3 separate regions of the Mus musculus genome follow, and regions 1 and 2 are each linked to region 3. Evidence: chromatin contacts called from public promoter capture Hi-C data. All regions are on one chromosome and are shown on one strand. Each heading gives the region's core, a stretch centred on a gene start, on an enhancer-like site or on the middle of the called end of the contact. The rest is flanking DNA. Distances are from core to core; before and after follow the strand shown. Region 1 overlaps Sh3gl3 (SH3-domain GRB2-like 3). Region 2 holds the start of Tm6sf1 (transmembrane 6 superfamily member 1). Region 3 holds the start of Bnc1 (basonuclin 1).

Evidence for each region. Promoter capture Hi-C pulls out the DNA fragments that hold promoters and counts their contacts. Capture Hi-C pulls out chosen DNA fragments and counts their contacts.
Region 1: a contact with region 3 is called in a promoter capture Hi-C map of embryonic stem cells, with 28 read pairs. The contact joins the enhancer-like site here to the promoter of Bnc1 in region 3. A contact is called at or near these places in 4 of 39 promoter capture datasets (the C10 cell line, cranial neural crest, embryonic stem cells and 1 more), 5 of 115 datasets of contacts at active chromatin or transcription factors (craniofacial prominence, embryonic basal ganglia, embryonic midbrain and 2 more) and 1 of 9 other capture datasets (liver).
Region 2: a promoter capture Hi-C map of adipose tissue shows a contact between it and region 3. The contact joins the promoter of Tm6sf1 here to the promoter of Bnc1 in region 3. A contact is called at or near these places in 2 of 39 promoter capture datasets (embryonic stem cells and pre-B cells), 2 of 484 Hi-C or Micro-C datasets (both in embryonic stem cells) and 1 of 9 other capture datasets (adipose tissue).

What each region holds. Positions count from the first base shown.
Region 1 is chr7:82,247,003-82,249,848 of GRCm38.p6, forward strand. All of the region lies in intron 1 of Sh3gl3 (SH3-domain GRB2-like 3), which reads left to right. Gm32903 (a long non-coding RNA gene) reads right to left here. Exons shown (of 7, transcript XR_003946814.1): 3 at 2,512-2,589. Among named protein-coding and RNA genes, the nearest start is that of Gm32903, 7.5 kb to the right of the region's middle. Within about 2 kb of position 1,294, at least 25 of the 459 cell types and tissues checked have an H3K27ac peak or open chromatin away from gene starts, as enhancers often do. A contact at or near this core is called in embryonic stem cells, where this site is marked.
Region 2 is chr7:81,857,454-81,860,340 of GRCm38.p6, forward strand. It overlaps Tm6sf1 (transmembrane 6 superfamily member 1), which reads left to right and starts at 1,548. Exons shown (of 10, transcript NM_145375.4): 1 at 1,548-2,087. The coding sequence starts at 1,996.
Region 3 is chr7:81,991,041-81,994,166 of GRCm38.p6, forward strand. It overlaps Bnc1 (basonuclin 1), which reads right to left and starts at 1,259. Exons shown (of 5, transcript NM_007562.2): 1 at 1,155-1,259. The coding sequence starts at 1,250.

The sequences.
Region 1 (2,846 bases), core at 44-2,543, 260 kb after region 3:
TAACAGTGTTAGAAGTTCAGTGTTTGATGTCTGGGACCCACTCCGGGACTCTGGGGGGACCCAGTAGCTAGCTGTGCTCATCTGGCCTGCCCTTCAAAGCTCTGTCTCATAGATTCAGGGTGGAACCCTTCCATGGCTGCTGCTGTCCTATGCTATTAGCGTATCCAAAATGCTGGGGTCTCCTGCTGCAACTGAGGTTTCACCTTCACCAATGGCCTCTCTTCAAGGACTCCAGGATGCCACACAGTACCAGCCCTCAGATTTTTTTTTCCATAACCACTTCATATATTCAAAACTCGTACCACCTGGGTGGCTCCTGCACTACCAGGTCTGCCTGCCAGCATGAGATGCAGCCTCTCCCCTTTCTGGACTACAGTTTCTGGGCTGACCCTGATGTAGCACACACATCTCAGGGGATTTTAAATACTCATTGATGCTGGCCCCTTAATCAAAGCAGATTCTTCAGCTCCAGCTGACCATTATCAGTTGTCCCAGCAAAGCCAAAGTTTTACTCCAGTGGTTCTGGTCTCTGGTTAATCACAGCAGATTTTTCAGTTCCAGGTGACCAGACACCACAGATTTTTGAATTCAAAATATCGAATGGCCCTGATAGAGCCTTTAAGGGACCCTCAAACTTCTATGTGAACTGTCACAAGCCAAACCTCCAACATCTGCATCTCTCACCCTTCCTCTCTTCCTGCATCCCACCCAGAACATCACACAGGGCTCTGAGCACTTAACAGCTTTGTAGCCCAAAGTTCAAAGGCCACCACAGCCCACCTAAAAACACAAGGTCATGTCTGTTACTAAAAACACAAGGTCATGTCTGTTACGGTGATACCTCGTGACTTGGAACCAATTTCTGGCTTTTATTGCTGTGATAAAACACCGTGATCAAAATCAATTTGGGGAAGAGAGGGTTTATTTCAGCTTATAGTTGTAGATCACACTCCAACACTGAGGGGAGTCGGGAAGGAAATCAAACAAGGGAGGAATTCAAATGCAGATGATGCAGCCTTGGACTGGTGCGGTTACTGGCTTGCTCCCATGGCTTGCTAAGCCTGATTCCTTGTAGCATCCAGGACCACCAGCCTAGGGGTGGCATTGCCCATAGTGAGCCAGGCTTTCCCATACCAATTATCAAGTAAAACAAACTTCAGGCTTGCCTACGGGCCAATACTATGCAGGCGTTTTCTTGATTGATTCCCTCTTCCCACATGACCCTAGCTTGTGTCAAGTCGACATAAAAACCAGGCAGCACAATAAGCACTCTTGATTAGACTTTTGCCCGAGATGGTCTGCCGTTGCCCGAGGCACTGTGTCTTCTCGTTTCTATAGCATGTTGTGTTGCAGACATAGCAACTGTACTTTTGCTTGTTTACTGTTTCTGGTTTTTTGCTGTTTTGAACAATGCTGCTTGTATATGAATTTCAGTGTACTCTCGTAGGAATTTCTGCCTGGTGAATACCTAAGAGGGGAATTTCTGAATCATAGGGCGTAGTGATTTCTATATTCATCTTCAGTAGATGCTGCCAAACTGTTTCCCAAAACCATTCAGGCAGCGTGGACTCTAGAGTAGCACATGTGTATTCCAATTGCTCCATCAATCTTGGGAAACACTTGTACTAACATTCATGTTTTGAGATGATTTTAGTTATTCTGATAGCAGTATAGTATGGCATCACGGTCTGATTTGTATTTCCACGATAATAATAATGGTGAGATATTTTCATATGCTTATTCGGCCATTTGGATATTGTCTTAGTACCTGGGACGTTCCAACAAAAATACCAAACACTGGGCGATTTAAACAGACATCTGTTTCTCAGAGTTCTGTGGACTGTTCTGGCCAGGGTCTGCCTTGGTTCACAGATGGGCAGCTCCAGTGTGCTTCTGTAGATGGAGAGGAGAGGACTAACCTTGACCCATGCATCCCGCAAGACTTAGTAGGACACTTCTAGTATGTATGACACATTGGCCATCAGAGATTCAGTGTATGAATTTTGAGGAGACACACCCTCACTTTCCAGCCTCTTTACTATGGCATCTCATGGACAATCCTAAGCTCCAGTCTTTGTCTCTGGATGGCTGTGACAGCGGGAAAATCTCCACCCACATCCTTAGCCTTCATCCCTGACCCTGTGCTGTGTTCTGTAATTCTTGTCTCTGGACCAGTGAGGACTTACCTCAAGCACCAGGAGAAAACGGAACAGCCTGCCAGGGCCACTTCTTTATGCTTTTTGTTTTTTTTCCCCCCAGAAATTTGGCCTCTTAGAACCTGGTTTCCTTGGTTACAGTGTGCTCTGATTTTTCCCTTGCTGAGGGAGAGATGGCTGCTTATTCCAGACTGGAGCTTTCTGCTCCCGCGCTCCACCCTGAGTTACAAGACAGAAAATTGACCCGAATGAAGGAGTACCTGCACTGCTTCTCCACCCTCACTCCGAGAAGTTTCACCCGGTCTATTCCCGACCATCAGCCCCCACCTTGCTGGTGCCTCTCGCCCACACACACCCTTTGCTCATCTTCCCCTGTTGCTGCTGAATTGAATCTTGCTGTATTCTCTGAGCTGATGGAAGCAGCACGTGGCAGCTAAATGGCAGAAAGAAAAGACAGAGGAGCCTGTAGGGAGAGTGAACCCCTTTGGGGAGCCTGAGGCTTCTCTCCAGAGCACTGCTCCTCAGAGAGTTGTCTTTACCTCAAACATCAAACATGGCCAACAAGCCCAGCCCACTTGCCCCTGGGATGTCTTGAAGTACCCATTAGCTTTTTAAAGCTCCAGAACTCGCTTTTGTAAGAAATCTTTGTAACTTTTGTTTTCCATGTCTTTCTAAGTTTATGTAGCCAGA
Region 2 (2,887 bases), core at 298-2,797, 130 kb before region 3:
GGAAAGCAGTTGTGCATACCACAGGCTTTTAAGATGCTTCCCTCACCAGGTCGGACCTTAGAAGTAGCTTCCTGCACTTGAGGTTTTCTGAGAGGAGCCTGATCACCTCTCTGTCCCTCAACACCTCAGTTTCCATCCGGAGCGGGTGACGCGGAGCTCAGGATGTGGCATACTCTGTGGCATTTCCCGGTACCTTTTTGTTAGTTGAGACAGAATCTCATATATCCCAGGTCGGCCTCAGACTTGCTGGGTAGCTAAGGATGACCTTGAACCAGGGACTCCCTCTGCCTCCATCTCTTAGTGCTGGGATTTCAGATGAGCCCCCATCAAAGTCAGTTCATGAAGTGCACGAGGACAGAGCCTTAAGATTTGTGCACACAAAGCAAGCACGATCAACTACACCCCCAGCCTCTATTAAGTTATTTCCATAAATATGATTCTGAATTTTAAAAAAGCCCAAGCATGGATGAGAAGGAATAGAAATGATATGCAGCAAGTGTCTAGGTAGACAAGAAAGATTCAGAGCAGCCCGAGAGACTCAGGATACACGCAGACGGCTAAAGCAGCTCGGTGTGGGATGTGGAGGAGGTTGGACTGGCTGGGAAACTGGCCTAGGAGATGGCCTGGAGGAGAGAAGGCGCTTTGGGGAATGAAGGAGGTGGTAAAGGCAAGGAGCGATCATGGAAGATCGTGAGCGATGTCCAGGTTCCCACTGAGACTTCTGGGAGAAGCTTTGCGAGATGCTGCCGTTTGGACAGTCTTTACCCTTTTGTGCCCATTGTTGGCTGAGTTTTCAAGAAAAGGGAGGGCAGATAGTAGGAGAGCTGGCTTTGGAACAACCGACTGTCCTGGTGCAGGTTCATTTTCCTCACATTGAAAATGAGCCAAATGACCTGTAAGCCTCTGACCTAAAGACAGGAAGGCGCGCACTCTGCTGCCCCCACTGTTGCTCCGGAGCCCACTTCTTTTCCCTTCCCTGGGGCCATACCAACAGGACTCAGGCCCAGGGGGCTTCCTGAGCACACCCTGCTCAAGCAGCTCTTTGGGCGGCACTCTCATGCTCTACACCCAGACGTCTGGGAATATTCCACGAAGAGCCCTAATCTTCAGGACCTGCCAGGCTAGCCGGTGGTAACCTGGCCTCCAAAAACACTCCAGGCAAGGAATGAACGCTGCCTCAGTGTCTTACATCAGGGCATTCCTCTGAGGGTCAGTTCTGCTACAAAAAAAGAAAGGGAGCAGGAGACAGACCAGTGTGCTGAGCAGTGCAGGGCAAGCACTCCACGCTTGTTAACTCGGTCGATTTCCACAATCATACGAGGGAGCAGGTTATTCCCATTTCACAGAGAAATGATACAGAATGTTTCAGTAACTTGATCAAGGTCAAGGGGCGGTGAGTGAGCAACCAAGGTGGAAAACAAATATTTCCACTTGGCACTGGAACATTGGTTGCGGACGTTGATGGCAGCTGTGTGTAGGGAAGGGGTGCGCGCGGGGGGTGGGGTGGGAGGGCGGCACAGTGTTGTTCCAGGAGCATCTGTCCCCACAGGTCTCTGAGCCGATCTCGCGGGCCTGCGGGCTCTGACACCCTCAGATCTGGCTCCACCCTCTGCTGGCCCTTGGCTCAGCCCAGCTCCGTTCCAGCTCGAGGATGCCCAGCTCCCATCTGTGACCCGCGTCCTTCGCCGGGCCCTTCCTTTTCCCATTAAAGCAAGCGTCCTGGGGCGCTTGTCTCCTCGCGGTGGCTGCTGAGCCCTTGCGTTCGTTAGCAGGAGCCTGGTGGGGACGCCTCTGGGGATCGTACAGCGGCCCTAGAGCACCCGGGTGGTGCCTCTCTCTGTGCGCGCCGGGCAGCTACGGGCGACGGGGACGCGCAGAGGAGACGCGGCCGGGGGCCGCCTGGAAGGGCAGCGGCGAGGGGCGCGGCGCCGCCGGAAGCTGAGCCAGGGGACCCCCGGCGCGATGCGGTGAAAGAAGAGCGACCCGGAGGTGGCAATGAGTGCCTCTGCGGCCACGGGGGTTTTTGTGCTGTCCCTCTCAGCCATCCCGGTCACCTACATCTTCAACCACCTGGCGGCCCAGCACGAGTGAGTGAGCGCGCGCGGGGTAGACAAGAGCCCGCAACTTTTCCGCGGGTTTGGGACCGCGGCTTTGGGACTGGGTAGCTTCCAGAAACGCCACGCCCGCAGCATGAGGGAGGCACCAGGGTCACCCGGCCCTAGGTCCTCAAACTGGGCTAGGGCAGTTCAAGGTCTGAGAGCTGGGCGCCTGCTCTTTGCCAGTACTGGGTGGGTAGCTGATATTACCAAGGTCAATACCGAAATGCCCCTGCCTCCGAGGCTCTCAGACACTAGAGGGGTGCAGAGCAACACGGAAGGCACGAACCGCCTTATTTGAAAGGAACGCTTTCCTTGTATGGACTTTCACATACTTACCATTTTATAATTTTAGAAACTGTTGTGAGCGGCTAACAGAAATAACCATGGTTTTCTGAGCCTTTGCTACTAACAGGGTGACCTGGCTTTAGTGTTCTGGTCTGTCTTTGCACCTCAAGGATCTTGTGGGAACTTTGTGCAAGGGCGCTGTGAAAGGGATAGAGGTTCGATGCTGGCCAGGAGCAAAGGTTCAGTGATCAGTTTAATGCTAAGGAACCGACGAATTCTGTAAGGGCTCTGGGTCCCAGTCTTGGCTTTCACTTCTCTAAAGGGATCACTGACTGACGAGCCCCCATGGGCAGCCGAAGGCCTGGGTGGTCAGTGGAAAGGCGCCAGCGGTGGCCCTGCTGAAGTTGATTGTGGGCTGCTGGAGGAGGAAGTAACTGGCTGTGCTTTTCATAGCAGTTGGTGCTAAGGAAATTGCATCAATCTATACCCTGCAGCCCGTGCCA
Region 3 (3,126 bases), core at 9-2,508:
GGCCTCTTTCAAGCCCCTTAAGTGTTAACAGCAGAGGCCTGGCTGTGACCAGGCGTCTGGCCCGATTTAAATGCCCTCATCTTCAGAGGTCTGCGGTGAGCCTAGCCATAAAACTAGGGGACATTACCGAACCCCAGAGTGTCTGATCTTCCCCCCCCCCCCCGCACTGCATACAACTTCACTCATACAATTAAGGCTGCTAGTTGGCATTCCATTTAACTGTCAAACTCAGGCTGGTGGCAGCCCCACAGCCACAAAGAGATGCCTTAAACGAGAAGAACATGTTTCTACACCGCATTTGAGAAAGTTTGGCTCCGAGCTATGTACTGATTGATATCAGATCTCTCTCACTTGCCTCTCCAATCTTGTCACATCTGGCTGACAAATCCCCAGGAGTTTATCCGAAGTCGTGAGGCCAGTAGGGTTAAGGGGCTCCCCTGGGGAAGCAGCGCCCGTGGACAGCGGACACCCGAAGCGGATGCTGGGGTACGCCCGGCTGGAACCCCGCTGCGGGGTGGACAGTCACTGGGCCACTAAGCACCTCACCTCTGCATTGCCAGGATCCCTTCCTGTCACTCTCAGGTAAACCATCTCCAAAGAGACTGGACCTTGGCCCTCTGGCTTCCCCATCAGCATCCGGATGCGCTCCTCCAAGTCCCTGAGCGACCGGAGGGCACGAACACCCCTCACTGTCCCACGCTCGACAAGCCAGGCGGAACGCCGGCAAACCAACGCACTCCTTCAGCGCGGTTCAACTGCGAGCATCCGTCCTCTTCAGACACGTCTAACTAAGCTGACGGTTTGCGGCGCTTTTGGTCTTTTGTCTCTTCCCTTTTAAAAAAGCAAGGATTTGTCCCTCAGGGGACCGGCGCCCCCTCCACGCCCCTCGGGCGTCTCCGCGACTCTCCTCCCGGGATGACCGAAGGTCACGGCTTGAAATACCAGACAGATGGACGTCCCTGCGCCAACAGCGGTTGGACAGGGGCTCTGGGGTGTAAGAGAAACGGGGCGCCGCTCACGGGTCACCTCGCTGCGACCGGGCACAGGCTGCGAGGAACTGCAGTTCGGCCTCCCGGGACGCACACACGGCGCCGACGACGAGCAGGTGGCCCTCGTAGGGCGGCCCCGCGCCCGTCGCCCGCGCGACCGCTTACCTCAGCCATCCTGCAGCCGCTGCGGAGCCGGCCTTCCCGGCGCGCGTCCCCTGCCCGGGCCGCTCCGCGTCCGCCCCGGCTCGGCGACCGCCGCATCCACGCTCTGGCCGTCTGGGCCACCCCCGCCCCCCCTGCGCAGGAGAAGTGGGCGGCTCCCCGCGGCGCCGGGTGACCGCGCCGGCCCTTGCGCCCCTCGTGCACCCTCGCGTCCGCCCCGCGCCCCGGGGTCCGCCCCTCCGCTCGCCCCGCCCCGCGCCCCTACTCCGGCCGCCGGGGGCTGCGGGCGACGCTCGAGGGGGTGTGGGGAGGCCACGCAGAGTCGCCTCGGTTGAGGCCAGGCCGCGGCCCCCCGCGCACAGCGGAGACCTCGGCGGCCGCGGGCGCGGAGGTGTCTGCCCCCGGCGGGCTTGAAGGCACTTGTTGAGAAGGAGACAGACGTGTCGGTGTTTGCCTCTCCCCGGCGAGGGCGAAACGCTCTCTGAAGTTCCCTGGCTCTGCTCTCTCGGGCTGATGCAGCCTCCCTCGCCTCCCCCGGAGGCGCCTCGGGTCCCGGTGTGGACCAGGCAGAAGGCTGCACTGCCCCCGCCCCCACCGGGAACTTTTTATTTCCACAGATGTGGGGACTTGGGTCGGGTCGTGGAGGCTTGATTGGGAACTCAAACACCCCGGTCTCTTGTGTGCTCTGTGTTAAAGTCCCGGTGTTACCGCTTGCCTGGGACAGGTGACTTCGCTCTCAGAGTTGGAAAGCGGGATTAGACTTAACTAGGTTCTAAGGAGACACGGAGATGAAGTGATAAATCAAACAAGAGTTTCGTCCCCTGGGAGCCGATGGGGAGGGGCTCGCCAGGAGAACCTGCTTTCCGGGGCCTGAGGACAAAGAAAAAGAATCCTTCGGCCCTAAGAACAGGGGAAGATTGTCCACAGCTGGTGTGAAACAGAACCAGGTTTTACTATATAGCTCTTGGGCAGGGCGGGACCTGAGACCTGAAGAGAGGCCAAAGTGTTTGGCTTTTTGGGTCTGTCCTTTTTAGAAGTAAGAGAGCCTAGACTTGGAGTGGCAGGTCCTGTTTCTTTTTTTTTTTTTTTTTTTTCTTTTTTTTTCCCCCAATTTGTTGCACCTGCTTCGCTGCTGGTGGGCGTCCTTGAAAAGGGAACACAGTCCTGCACAAATCAGAGATGCCGGGACAAAGAAAGAGTTGCAAACAGAAGACAGGATGCCAGTTACCCCACGTGCTGACAACAGGCTTCAGAGGGGGGAAAGGTGAGAACAGGACACATGACAGAAAAAAAAGTGTGGGCATCTGTGCTGCACGGGGTCCGGAAACTGGACACCTGGATTTCCCCCAGGTGCCTGTTCTGGGTCTACCTGGTGGTACTTTTCCTTGCAGGCATGAAGTTGCCTAGCCATTGCGATAACATTGACCTGGAGATGCGCATTAATATTGCCACATGGCAAACTTCATTATGAAGCCTTGTTTTATTAATGACCAAGCTAAACTGGTTGGTTACCTTCTGTTTGCTCTTTCCCAAACAGCTACAGTCCACCACACCACCCAACGTTTTAGGCCTTTCTTCTGGTCCTTTCTTTTGTGGCTATTGTTTCAAGGTGTTCTCTTCAGAGAGGATTGTGTCCCTGGCTCAGAAGCCTTCCCTGACCCACCAGGCCTCCACTCCACATATTTCTGCACCCTTCACTTGTTTCTGCCTCCCTCCATGCTTACTGCATTTTGAAGCCTAGAGGTGTTTCCTTGTCCTAATTTCTTGGCCATTGCACATCTTAGTGGATTCTGTGCAATGAGTTGCTGTAGCTGACAGGACACTTGCTTAGGAGTTAGAGTGACCTGGGCTTGTTCTCAACAAGTGGAAACTGCTGGAGGAAGCTAGCCAATTCGGTCTCCCTTTTCTGATCTGTAAAAGTGGACCTGAAACCACCTCTAAATTCAGGCTGGCAAGCTAAATAAAATAATCTCTC